Linked DNA regions of Sus scrofa: region 2 is linked to region 1. The links are chromatin contacts, called in public HiChIP or PLAC-seq maps. All regions are on one chromosome and are shown on one strand. Each heading gives the region's core, a stretch centred on a gene start, on an enhancer-like site or on the middle of the called end of the contact. The rest is flanking DNA. Distances are from core to core; before and after follow the strand shown.

Region 1 (6,817 bases), core at 1,845-4,344:
TAAACAAGGATTTACCGAGCCAGAGAAAGAACACTGAATGAAAATGTGAGAGATACAACTTAGGCTAAAACTGTTTCTTCCTCTTTTAACAAAATATTTTCTCCACTAGAAATCAACTCAATTTCTCAAGTCAATTTGATGCTAATCCATTTTAAATTCCATAAAATGGTTCAACTGTCAATACACAAACATCAAAGAGAAATGAGGGAATATTCACACTTAGAAATTAGATAAGTGGCCAGGAAGCCACTGACTTACTGAACTCATGAATGATGTTCCTTTGCCTTGGTTTTAAATTAAAAGCACTTCAAGCAGCAAATTTTCTCCGAAAGACATGCTTCCCAGGATAAGTAAACGGTCTGAAAATGCTTATGCAAGGAGAGTTTTACTTCTTCCAAACTCCCATTAAATAATGTGTACTTATCTTTGATTACCGCCTATTTAAAAAAAAAAAAAAAAGCTACAGCTGAAATTGGATTAAGAACTTCTGCTGAAAACGATTTATTGCATAACACAACTCTGACAGTCTGAATCTCCGGCCACCAACTGAGCTTTATAAAAATCTGCTGGGCAGCTGCCAAGTCAGCTCTTTTGCGTCTGAGCGTGTCAGACCCGCCGTTGTCAAGGCGGCAGCAGCCTGGGCGCGTTCACGGTTAAATGGTGCAGTCAGGGAACAGCAGTGAGCGCCTGCAACCCCCCTGCAATTCCTGGTCTGACAGTTTGTTGTTTCAACATAATCAGCAGGATTATCCCCAAGAATCCAGCAGAAATCACACTGGCGATCTACCTTCAAAGGGGGGACGGAGGGGGAGATCAAGTCAAATTACCAAGACATCCCTGCCTAGAAAAAAACCAGAATGAGCTATGATGCAAAGTGACTCTACAACCACCTCATTTGGGAACAAACTATTATCAGGGAGGGTCCCAAAGGAATTCTGAATGATTTGGATCTTTTTATCTTTACAGCCTTTTTATGCTAATAAGGATGCCCCCAAAGTCCCCCCAAATGGCACGTTCTAAGATACACTATCCAATAGAGTAGTCGCCAGCCATATTTATGACTAACTTAATTAAAATTCAAAATTAAGTTCCTTAGCTTGTATTGGACACATTTCAAGGACTCAACAGCCACAAGCCTCCAAAAATGGGCAGCTCAGCCCCAAAATGTTTCCATCCACACAGAAGTTCTACTGGACAGCGCTGTTCTAGGGCAGCACTTCGAATTAACTGGACGGGTTTTCAACTGTGTTACTTTCTCGTGCATTTCACTACATTCCCGAGATTTCAAAACACGTACTTTTATGCTCTACTCAGCTTAGCAGGAAAATTCTAGAATATGAGAATACCTGGCACAGAAAACCAGAGTCCAAATTAGCTAAGAACAGATATCCCCTCTACAACTCTCAGGGAAGTGGTTCCAATTTGTTCTGCTACATCGTGCCTTCCAGATCCGCAAAGAATGCACAGAAAATTCTGAGGATGGAGTCTAGGATGCTTCAGTCTACAAGAAAGCCCTGAAGATGCCCTCAAACCATTTTTTTTTTTTTTTTTTTTTGGTAATTCCCTACAAAGTAAATCCTCTGGGATTAAGACCAGACAAAAGCCAGCACTCCACCAACCAGTCTCCCAGCACCCACAGGGGGACCCAAACCTCGGAGATGGAGTGCCTCCTGCCAGGGCCAGTGAGCCACACCCAGGGTGAGCGCAGTGTTTACACTCCTGTTTCTTTCCGCCCCCCGCCCCCCGCCAGGGCCCTGCTGGGGTCACTCTATGAGCTCTGTCAACACCTGACTGGCTTTACGAGCTCTACACGGACCTCCACCCAGGAAATAAGCATCAAAGAATATACACTCCCAGGGGACTGGCTGTCTACTCATGCTGCACTGGAGAACAATTAGGGGTCTGTGGGGCCATTTTGTGAAACATTTCAAGTTCAAGTAAAGTACACAAATAAACCTTGCATTTCAGATAAATGAACACCGCGCCATGTCTGCCCTTTCCCCCTTTTTCTCACACCCTCCAGAGGTCCCCGGAGTTAAGGACCACTTTGGGATTGGTCTGCATCCTACCATCACAGGAATGCATCTCCAGAAACCAGGTACCTGCCCATCTCCCCTCCAAACAGCGCTTCCCACGAATGCTAAGTGAACGCAGGCCACTGCGGGGCAGGCCACGTACTCCTGCCTCTGCACCTTCTCTCCTCTGCAGCCAGCCAGGGGAGCAGCACCACACAGACGTTTCCAGAGGAGGGGCAGGAGGCTCGGGCAGACCGCATCCTGGCTAGTCTGTGCAACTGCAGACCTGCCATGTGGACTCATCTTTGTGTTCCCAACATGTAGGGTGAATCTAGTACACGGCAGGCACTCAAAACCGTTTCAATAATGAACACATAGAAGCAGCAATCTTAAGAGAGACCTAAACTCCAGTTCTGGAATTCTCTATTTCCAGAGATGTACAAACCAAGGAAGGGGCTGCCAACCTGGACATTTGTGAGAAACAAACCACACACTGCGAGATCCACCCCCAGTCTCTCCCAGGGTGGGGACTGGGGGTGGGGTGATGCTGACGCTGTGGGTCAGGGAACACACTTTGAGAACCACGGGTGTACACAGCTTTGCAAGGGATCTGACTCTCATTTTGACTTTGCATAATAACTTCTCACTGCCATGAAACATATTATAATTGCCAAATATAATGCAATTTATTGACTCTCCCCTGTTTTCCTGTTTCCTCCCCCACCGTTTTCAATTCTCTTTCCTCTGCCCTTCCCAATCTCTACTTTATGAATCACTGCAATGTGTTACTTTCTAAAACCATCAATGCGTGGCACTCCTTCCCCTACTCAAAAGCTCCCCCATGACTAACTAAAGGGGGAATTTCCAAATTTCTCAGCGTGGCCTACAAAAGCACCATCAACCCAACTTAGGCTTTAAGTCCTTCCCACTGTGGAGCTCCCAATACCCCTAACTGACCAGGGGTGAGCATCTCAAGTAGAGGCGACAGCTTTGTATCCCTATCTCAAAACAGAGAGCAGGCAACTGGAGCTTCAGTGTTTATTAACTAAATATTGATCATGACTTCCACAATAATTCAACAGTAAATAAAGAAGAGACTTTCTAAATACACAGAGATAAAAGTCCATCCTCAAATCTCTTTCACATCAATACTTTGGTACCAAAGAAATATATCAGCAGTCAATCAGGCTCAATTTACCAGCTTCTGTTTCAGTATTTACCCACTGTTCCTGGTTTGTATAATGCATGGAATACATGATTCAATGTGGCCAGGATCCTTAACACAAGATATCAATCTTATTCAAAGTGAGCTATTACCTACTGCCAATCTATTCCTGGTCCAATGACAAGATTTAATTATATCACAATTTCACAATGACCTGCAAAGATCACAATTATTTCTGCCACCTAAACTAAACCAGAAAAGCTGCATGGGCTCCTGTATCCTAACCAGTTCTATCTAGTATTAGTTCTTCCATGTAAAATGACATTTCATGCAGGTTTTTTTTAGCTCTGTAAAGCCTGAGAGACCAGTAAATGACTCATTGGAAAGACTCATGCTTGCTTACCTACAGACTGACAAAGCTCCCCCAAAGTGAAGAGGGCTGACCCCCGCAAAAGGCGACATAGTGTATATGCAATCTCATTTTCAAACAAAGCTGTTGAGAAAGCAAATGCGGCCTTCTAGAAGCAAGTCATGGTTCGTCCTATGTTGACACGTCAATGACACGAGGAACCAAACTCAGGTGATGAGCACAGCGTGTATTAAGCACAATTTACACTTGGGGTAATATGTGTGAAAGAATTAAGCAGAAGTGGGGAGATGATAATTTTACTTTAAATAGGAAGCCAAGGAAGAGTTTAGAACAAAGAAGTAAAATTTTGATTTACAGGTTTCAAAAGCCTACACAGGTTTCTGGGTTGATAATAAACCATGGGAGGTGTGTGGGGAGGGGCAGATACTATGGACGGTTGTGACAACTGCCTACACAAAAGCTGAAGAGACAAGGAAGTAGCAAGAGGCTATGAGGACCGGTTACATTCTAGAAACACTTAAAAAGCTGAGCCAACTGGGTGCTGATGTAGACTGTGAGAGCAAAAAGGGGTCAAAGAGTAACACCCCCCCTCACCCCCCGCCAAATTCATCTCAGGACATGGAGTTGGGGGAAAGGAGAGCACTTTGGGAGGGAGAAACCAAAAACTTAGTTTTTGGACATGCTGAGCTGGAGTTGACGATTCAGATGCTGGGAGATACAGGTCAAAGTTCAGACCATGTGTCAAACCTAGAGATGTGAAACACAGCTGGTAGTTAAATATCAAACCTAGATTCCAACTTTGAGTTCTTTATCTAAGGGCAGAAAAACATCGGTAACTTCTTCATCCGAAGTCAGGGGTGAAGTCAGGTAAGGGCTGGATGACCTGGACAAGTCGTTTTATGGCTAAGTAGGTTTTTAGAAACTTAGGGGAAATGATGTTTCCAAATAGTGAGTGAAGGCAGAGGGCTGAACACGGAGGAAAAGGACTGTTTCACACACTCCAGAGACGTTCTAGAAATGGCTCCGCTGGCCATCACAGCCCCAAGTCTTAAGTTCAATAATGTGGCAGAGGAGACCTTGGAAACCCACTGCTCAGCAGGGGCCAGGCTGTACCTCTACGGCTGCTGCTTGTGAGAAGGTTCTGTGATCCCAAGTCATAAATCACGTGCTCAGTCTCTGTCTCACACCCCCTGATGCCCCCTTACTATGTACAGCTTTACACGCAAATGAGAAAAGTGACCGACATCCACCACAGGCAGACAGAGGCAGACCTGAGGCCCCCTCTCCCAGGAACCCCAAATATGCTCACAGGACACCCTGCACAGCAGCTGAGACCCTGCGGGCAACCTTTCAAGTGGTCACCAATCAGAAAGGACGCGCAGAGGTGAGACAAACTATCACCTGTCTCTCTCAAGTGAAGCTCAGAAGGAGCCAGAGCAGCCACTTCTGGATGCCGGCTCCTGGCTGGGCCCTAAGACTTGGAGGAAGGAGTCAGAAAACAATTCCCACTAAGTGGTCAACGTTGTTTTCTACGGCACCCACTCACGAGCCACCCCCATCACCAAACCCACATTTCTCTGTGGGTGTGCTTTCTCTGTACATTTCTCCTTCAGGAAACCTCAAGCTCCTGATGAAAAGATTTTTCTCTCCTGCAACTGCTCATCACGGGGTTCCCAGGAACCCGACTCCCATCTTTCCAACCAGTCTACCGCATCCACTGCTGGGGATTCATGTTCCAGAAACCCTTCTCTGGAATCCTAGTCTCCCAGCAGGGCTGCCATGGAAATGCCCTGGGGAACTCTATCAAGGACAGAGCTCCCCACGACTCCCGGATGCCACAGGTCCAGCGCGCGCGGTCTGTGCCCTGAGATTTTGATAAACTCAGAATCATGGCTCTAAAACAAACTCCGGCAACACCCACCCATCAACACTCCCTGCTTTGACAAAATCACAGTCTCCGCTGTATTAAAATCATTCATATCCTGTAAGTTCCCTTGCGGCACAGCAGGTTAAGGATCTGGCTTTGTCCGAGCCGCAGTAGGTTCGATCCTGGCCCAGGACACATGGGTGCAGCCAAAAAAAAAAAAAAAAAAAAAAATCAAGAAAATCATTCATCTCCTACCAACTCCCGAATATCTGGCCTGGTTCACATTAGGATCTTAATAAACAACTGTTGAGGAAATGAAGCTTAAAACAAAAGTTGCTAAGGAAACTATTTAAATAGAACACAGAATGTTTTAATACATTTTCATCTTCCTGACATTCTCTAAAATTGAGCATTCTGTATTCTCCAAAGTCAGGAAAAACAAAGTTTTAGCTGATACTAAAGCTTGCTTTCTCTGAAACAAAAAACAAGCCCTTACTGCTCAATCCCACTGAACAAGGTATTCAAAGCTTTCAGTACCTCCACCTGAACGAGCAAAACCAATCCTGCACATCTATGAGTCAGGAGTTAAGCTCTGATTGGCCAATAACAGATACAAATAATACCTCAGCACAAGTATCAGGAAACTAGGTCATGACTGCTGGCTAATTTCATTACATCAGAAGGGAGAGATTGGAAAGGCAGATCACCTTGGCCCCAATACCCCCTTAGTGGGAACTAAGAACTAAATTAAGAGGAAAAAAGCCTTCATATGTTCATTTTCTCATCACCCCAAAGCTTAGGTTGCAACAGAGTAACTCCAGCCCTTAAGTCACCCGTAGGTCACAAGTGAAGTGTTCTTTCCTCTTTCTGTGCCATCAGAACAAGGACCGCCAGGCTTGACTCTGTGAGAGCTCCTGACCACATTAACATATAATTCAAGTTTTGTTCCAGACAATTGGGCTTCTAGAAAACATCAAGAGAGACTGAGCAGCCTGCCTGCCTCCTTCTAGCTTCTAACATTGTCCCCAGTTACCAAGCAGGCCTCAAAAAGACCTGTACACCCCACACACCAGAGAACAGATCTCACCCCTTTAACATGATGGCAACAGACTGGTTTATTCTTCACGTTGATGATAAAGCACTTAAAAGGAAGAAAAAGAAGATAGAAAAAAGGAAGGGGTAGGGGAGGAGAGGTCATCCTATACAAAACAATTATTATTATTTTTTTTAATGGCCAGTTGGCATCTGACTAACTTTTCAGACTATTTTATAAAAGCCCTGACCTCAAAGAGAACACTTTCCAATTTTAACATACATGCCCACACAAAGAAACCCAGCAGGCACTCCCCAAGGGCCAAAATAAAATGCTCTCTAGTAATTACCATAAATAGAAAAGGAGA
Region 2 (6,341 bases), core at 286-2,785, 68 kb before region 1:
CATCTATACGCTGCTTCCTTAGGACCTAATCCTTCCGATTAAAATCACTCATTTTAAAAAACACCTGAACTTCCTTCAAAACGCCGAGATATCCTGAGGAAGGCTAACCGAACCACTTAGAAATATACTCATCACCAAAACGCCAAGGAGAAGGCGAGCACTGCAACCCCAACACCATCACCACCCCCGCAAGACATTCCAATGGCTCACAAATACTGCACTCCCTCAGAAAGCAGGCATCAGAGAGAAAGGAGAAGAGCAAAAGCACAAAATATCTGCAAGACACATGCTGCATCTTCCCCAGACAAACAGGGTTTAGAGGTGAACCCACACACCTGGTATGAGAAGTAAAATGCAGAACCACTTCTGATCCCGCTAATAAAATGGTGCCATTATGTGGGGTTTGGTTTTGTTTTGTTTTAAAGTCTGATGCAGCATCCTGAAATGTCAAAGAACCAAGGCTGCCTGGAAACCCTGACTCTGTCATGATCAAGGAAGTATTTGACATTGACTTCTTTTGTGTTCTAGAAAGCAACCATGTCAAATTTGAGACGGATCATCATTAATCAACAATTAAAGCGGCAACAAAGCCCTTTTGTTCTGTCAGTCACAAGTGTCATATGTGCTATAGCTTACACCAGTGGAAAGCCACCAGTTTTGGCACCTCAAGGCAGCATAATCTTCTTTTCAGGACTCCAACTCCAAACCATTTGCAGGATCTAGGAGTTGCAAATGCTCTTCTCCACAAAGACTGCTGGGTTCAGGGCGGTCTTGAGCAAAAACTGTATCTTACAGCAAAAAAAAAAAAAAGGTAACACAAGTCAGAGGGCCAACACATGGAAGTTTAAAATCTTAATCCAGCCGGGATCTGGCCAAAGAAATTCCTAATACACTATTGTAGTTACAAGGTGTGAACAAATTATCAAAAGTACATTCAGTTGTAAAAGCCCCAAAGAGCCAGTTGAAATGCTGATCTGTCTTTCTATTCTCTCTTCAGATGGGGCTGCCAATTTTGTTTTTAAAAATACTATTTCAACAAAACCCCTAGCAGTTTCTCAATTTTAGGTTACTCAATACCCGGCTGCACACTGCCAGAGAACTCCTCAAATCCTGGCAGAGACGACAGCTGGGACAAGTGAATGACTCCGGGAGACAAGAACCACATTTTCCTTCGTTCTTTAACAAAAGTTAAAACAAGAAGTTCATCCTGCAATGCTGCACAGCTCATTCATTTAAAAAAAAAAAAAAAAAAAAATCCAGCAGAATCGGAAGCAGTCTGAGGAGTCGATCCTATAGGGCTTTGCCACCAGAAACATTCTCCACGGAGTTGCACAATGGGTAAGATTCGAAACTTCATCATCACAGGACAGACCAAAGCACAAAGGCAGTGCTCAGAAGGCCAATGAGTCCCTGAAAGATACGGAGTAGGCTTCCTTCAGCTTCTCACATCCTCTGCCTCTAGGACAGGAAGGACTGTAATATTTAAAGGCTGGCAAATAGAAAAGGGATTCTGGACAATTTCCCCACCCACTGGAAATCCCATGAAGTAGCCAACAAGCACCAATAGATGGCAGTAGAGAGTCTTCAGTCACCAGTCTGGGGATGGCCCTGAAGAAAAGGGGGAATTCTGACTTTCACACATTTATGACAAGTCTAAGCATTAACCAATTTTTAGGAGTGCGCTAAAATCTGACACCAGCTAAGAAACCAGCCACGGTTTACATCAAGTAGGAGATGAACAATTTTATTAGCAATACCCTTTGCTAATAAGGAACAACTCAAGTTCCCTGCCTGCTTATGGAAAATAAACAGCAACTCACAATTCAACATTTTATATGCTGACAATATACCTAGGGCTAAAATCCACTGGACTGTTTTCTGAAATACATCCCTCCCTCAAAAGTGATTTAGTACCACTCAGAAAAGTAAGAAAAGGCAAAATTAAAGCAAGGCACTATGTTCTAACATGCTTCCTTCACTCAGAATCATGGAGGACTCCGACAGAAACTTCTTTAGCAGGCTGAACATAATCACGTGTCATTTGCAACATATGGGTGTTAATGAGGCTACCACCAACCCAGTGCTGAGTGAGAGTCTGTCCCATGGCAGAGATGCTCACGTCCACACAGGGTCTCTTCCTGAATGTTTATCAAAGAGGTCTAGGTCTTTATGACAACTGCCAAGAGATGAGGACACATGATCATAATTAAAGAATCTGCTAATCACTAACGAATACAGGAAGAGCCATCATCCTCCTTTTTACTGTCTGTGCTTTGTGATCCTGGAGTAATGGGACGTTCTCCCAATGGAAAACAGGTGCTCAGGCAGCATCCAGACTCAAGACTCAGCCCAGGCTCACCGTCACTGGAGGCTGCCATGACAGATCCAGCAGACACAACAGGGGACAGAAGTTTAAATAAAAACACTGGAAATTGTATCAATTCAAAGGAGGCAAAAGAAGCCATGGCATAGAAATCATTTTCTCTCTCTCTCTTTGTTGTTGTTGTGGCTTTTTAGGACCGCACCTGCGGCACATGGAGTTTCCCAGGCTAGGGGTCAAACCAGAGCTACAGCTGCTGGCCCACACCACACCCACATGGGATCCAAGCCACATCTTCGACCCACACCACAGCTCATGGCAACGCCGAATCCTTAACCCACTAAGCAAGGTCAGGGACTGAACCCGAAACCTGATGGTTCCTAGTCGGATTCATTTCTGCTGCACCACAACAGGAACTCCGAGAAATCACTTTCTTTTCTGACAATACCTAGCATACCCAAAAGCGACACTGAATTTCTACCAACATTCGAGGTTGCACGAGGTCAGACCAGGAAGCAGAAACCTCCTTCCAAATGGCATTGCTGCATCAAACCAGACCGGCCAGGAGAATGGAGGCCGATTCCAGGGCAACAGTCCCCCACATTTACACTCATCCCGGGACCTCAGACACCTCCATAAAAGGGGGGCTGAGGGTATAAAAGTCCCCCCAGCGCGTCCTCTTCAGCCTTGTGGAAGTCCCAGGCTGAGAACCCACAGCCCCTCCATCTGACATCAGGGACGAGCACCCAGTGGAAAAGCGTCATGTCTGCGGGTGGCAGCAGATGACAAGCAGAGACTCACAGAATGTCTGCAGGACACACACATCCACCACAGAAACTGTGCGTGGCTCAAAGAACCTTCTCAGGGGTCTGGAGAGAAGGTTTTCTGACTAGACCTCCCTTAATTCCCAAATGAGAATTTCACCAAGAGGACAAAGTCAGTCCCAGAGGCAGAAGGGGCATTGTCATCAAGTATTTACCTTACAGCCATTTAACCAACAAAACCCAGCCATTAATAAACTGAGTCACCTATCCCCGCTTTCCAGAAATACTGTATTTGCATTTGCTGAGACGGTATAAACATAGCTCCAAGGATTTCCAAAGGATTTGAGCAAGGCCAGTAGCAGAAGGCAAGACTGGTGGTGTGCAGAGACCCAAACAAGCCTCCCCTCTACCCAGTGCTGCAAATGACTATTACGCCCTTTCGGTCTGTAACATTCGAGTGCCCTGACAAGGTCTGATCCCCACGGAGTTCCAGGAAACAGCGCGAGACAAGTAGAACCTCTCATACCTAATACCCAAGCGGTACGCATCACTGCAGCAACTCCAAAGGGCTGAAAGACTTCCTGTTCAATTAAACCCTTCATTAATCCCTCCTGCTCGAGCCCATTTTCTAGAAATAGGAAATGATACAGCCACAGGTCAGCTTATCCCCTCCCAAGAAGGCCACAGCCCACAGATCTGTCGCGGGTGCCATCATAAGGCCTCAGCATGACCCAGCTCCACTTATCTCTGTGTGACAGTACAAAAGAGAAGGACAGAGTTCCGGCTGTGGCTCAGTGGTAAAAACCCCACTAGTACTCGTGAGGTTGCAAGTTTGATACCTGGCCTCGCTCAGTGGGTTCAGGATCTTGGTGGGTTGCTGTGAGCTGTGGTGTGGCTCACAGATGCAGCTCAGATCTGGCGTGGCTGAGGCAGGCAGTGGTGGCTCCAATCAGACCCCTAGCCTGGCAACCTCAATGTGCCACAGGTGGAGCCGAGAGAGAGAGAGAGACAGAGACAGAGACAGAGACAGAGAGACAGAGAGAGAGAGAGAGACAGAGAGAGAGACAGAGAGAGAGAGACAGAGAGAGAGAGACAGAGAGAGAGAGATAGAGAGAGACAGAGAAGGACAGAGAACAAAAAGGGAAAAGAGGGAAAGAAATAGGAGAGAGTCCAAAAGTTCTACATGACCTTAAAAAAGTGTGAAACTGGGTGGGAGGTGAGGGGAAGGGTGGAAAGCTCCAATAAGCAAAGGGAACAGCAACAGAATTTATGAGCTAAAAGCTGAGAAGTGACCACACTTCCAAAATCTTATCTTTTAACCTAGCTTCCCTGGTCCTGCCACATGAGGAACAACCCACTTCTGTGACGCTTCCCATCAACAGATGTGCTATTTTCCCGTGGCCCCGTCTCTCCCGTGCCACTTGCCCAGCCCCAAGCGATCAAGCCACTTCAGGTGCAGCGGGAGGCGCTTAGCTGAGGGGGCTTCCTGCATGGTCACTCTCAGGTTACATGCCACCATCCCACCAGGCTGGCCACCTCTGCAGGGAAAGGCAGAGCCCAGGACGCCCTGGAGGGAGGGGGCCAGGAGAGAGATAAACCGTCGTGACCTCACAGATGGTCAGAACCCAGGACATGCTGAGGTTTCCCGGAAAGAATGCCTCTGCAATGCACTGAGTAACTCAGAGAAAGCAGCCACTTGAGAGCAAGCCTCCACACAGCTGGCTTCGGCAGAGGCCACAGCACCGAGCGGCCACATCTGAGTCCTGTTCATCGAGATGCGAGCAGCAGGCCAGGGGGCCAGGAGGCGTGTAACTACTCTCTCTAGAAGGAGTTTCTTCAGTTCCACCAGCCGAAACATGCCCTAATGGTCTCCCTTTGATCAAAGAGGCATCCGTCTTCCACTGTGTCAATACGACGCCAAACACCACGCTCGCAGCCATCCATCAGCCCTGGGCAGGGTCGGAGGCCGCACCTCCAGCAATTTGTAAATGAGCCCCTAGGAGAACATTTCCAGCTGGACACTTCGAGAGAGCTTCCTGCCTCCCTCCATTCCCTCCAAAATGCCCTCAGAGACCAGAGATCACAACCGCACACGCAGAAAAGACCCTCAGAAGTGGACGTGGGAACCTCCCGGTGTGCAGAAGGGGCATTCGCCTCCCCAGCTCATCCCTTCCACTGGGGCTCCGTCCTCAAGTTTATCTTTGTTTGGTCTCCTATGTCACACAATGCTAGGCATCTTAGATTTTTAACCCATGCTTTCTGAAATGGGCTTTTCATCTGAGATGCAGAGTACAGCAATCTAACTTCACCGGGGTTCCCCCACACATGACTCTTGGTTTTCTTTTTTATGCTACACGATTTTTTTCCTGGCTGTACCGGTGGCATATGAATGCTCCCCGGACAGACTGAATCTGAGCTGCAGCTGCAACCTATGCCACAGCCGTGGCAACACCAGGTCCTTAACCCACTGTGCCACAGCAGGAACTCCAACGGTGAAGGATTCTGAAAACAGAAAATACTACAGGAATTAGTACCACCAGTAGAAACAGGATGCATTGTTGGAGCTGCTGGTGCAGTTAGGTAAGTTAGAGCTCCCTAGTCTGAATGTCCAAGATCCCTCAGTTCTAGAATTATAAAGCCACCAATGAATTTAAGCTAGGACTCATGAAATGAAAACACTGCTCAGTGAGCAGGGAAAACTGTAGATGCGTTTCACAGAAGAGTAAGGCAATGACTCAACAGGAAGACTCACGCCAGGAAACTCAGCACATCTACATTCTCCTCCTTCAGTTCCCCCTTCAACAAAGGACAGGACGAGGGCAGGCTGTTAACTGCACAAGGGAAGGCGTGAGCCCTGCCAGAGCTGGAGGGAAACCGAGGCAGATCCGCCCAGTGACAGGCAACCACTCGGCCTGCCTTCAGGTCCCTGAAGCCTGGGTTTCCTGAAGCACAGCCTCATCTAGTCACAGCAGGACAACATAAACCATGACCTGGGCTACACTAGAGTCCCTTCCTGCCAGCGCCTGAATCAACTTCCCTCTGGGGTCAAAACAGGCTTGGGAACCAATCCTTCACCCGAAAAGAACTTTCCAGGAAGAAAGGTACAAAGTATTCCTTCCTGACCCCGCTTCTCAAAGCAAACAACTACCAAGATAGCCTTTGCACACGCCCTTCCATGCTGATTAGCTCAACAATAAAACAGTAAAACCATCCTGGGCGAGCAGAGGGGGTGGGCCTGGGGGGCTAGGGCCGGGTCC

Evidence for each region. HiChIP or PLAC-seq counts read pairs in DNA pulled down with a chosen protein or histone mark.
Region 2: an H3K27ac HiChIP or PLAC-seq map of alveolar macrophages shows a contact between it and region 1, with 3 times the contacts expected there. The contact joins two enhancer-like sites. A contact is called at or near these places in 1 of 5 promoter capture datasets (liver), 5 of 47 Hi-C or Micro-C datasets (blood, liver and skeletal muscle) and 2 of 2 datasets of contacts at active chromatin or transcription factors (alveolar macrophages and skeletal muscle).

Annotation. Positions count from the first base shown.
Region 1 is chr7:11,463,233-11,470,049 of Sscrofa11.1, reverse strand. The region is part of intron 2 of JARID2 (protein Jumonji); the gene reads right to left. Among named protein-coding and RNA genes, the nearest start is that of JARID2, 110 kb to the right of the region's middle. Within about 2 kb of position 3,094, at least 7 of the 83 cell types and tissues checked have an H3K27ac peak or open chromatin away from gene starts, as enhancers often do. A contact at or near this core is called in alveolar macrophages and liver, where this site is marked.
Region 2 is chr7:11,530,040-11,536,380 of Sscrofa11.1, reverse strand. The region is part of intron 4 of JARID2 (protein Jumonji); the gene reads right to left. Among named protein-coding and RNA genes, the nearest start is that of JARID2, 170 kb to the right of the region's middle. Within about 2 kb of position 1,535, at least 17 of the 83 cell types and tissues checked have an H3K27ac peak or open chromatin away from gene starts, as enhancers often do. A contact at or near this core is called in alveolar macrophages and liver, where this site is marked.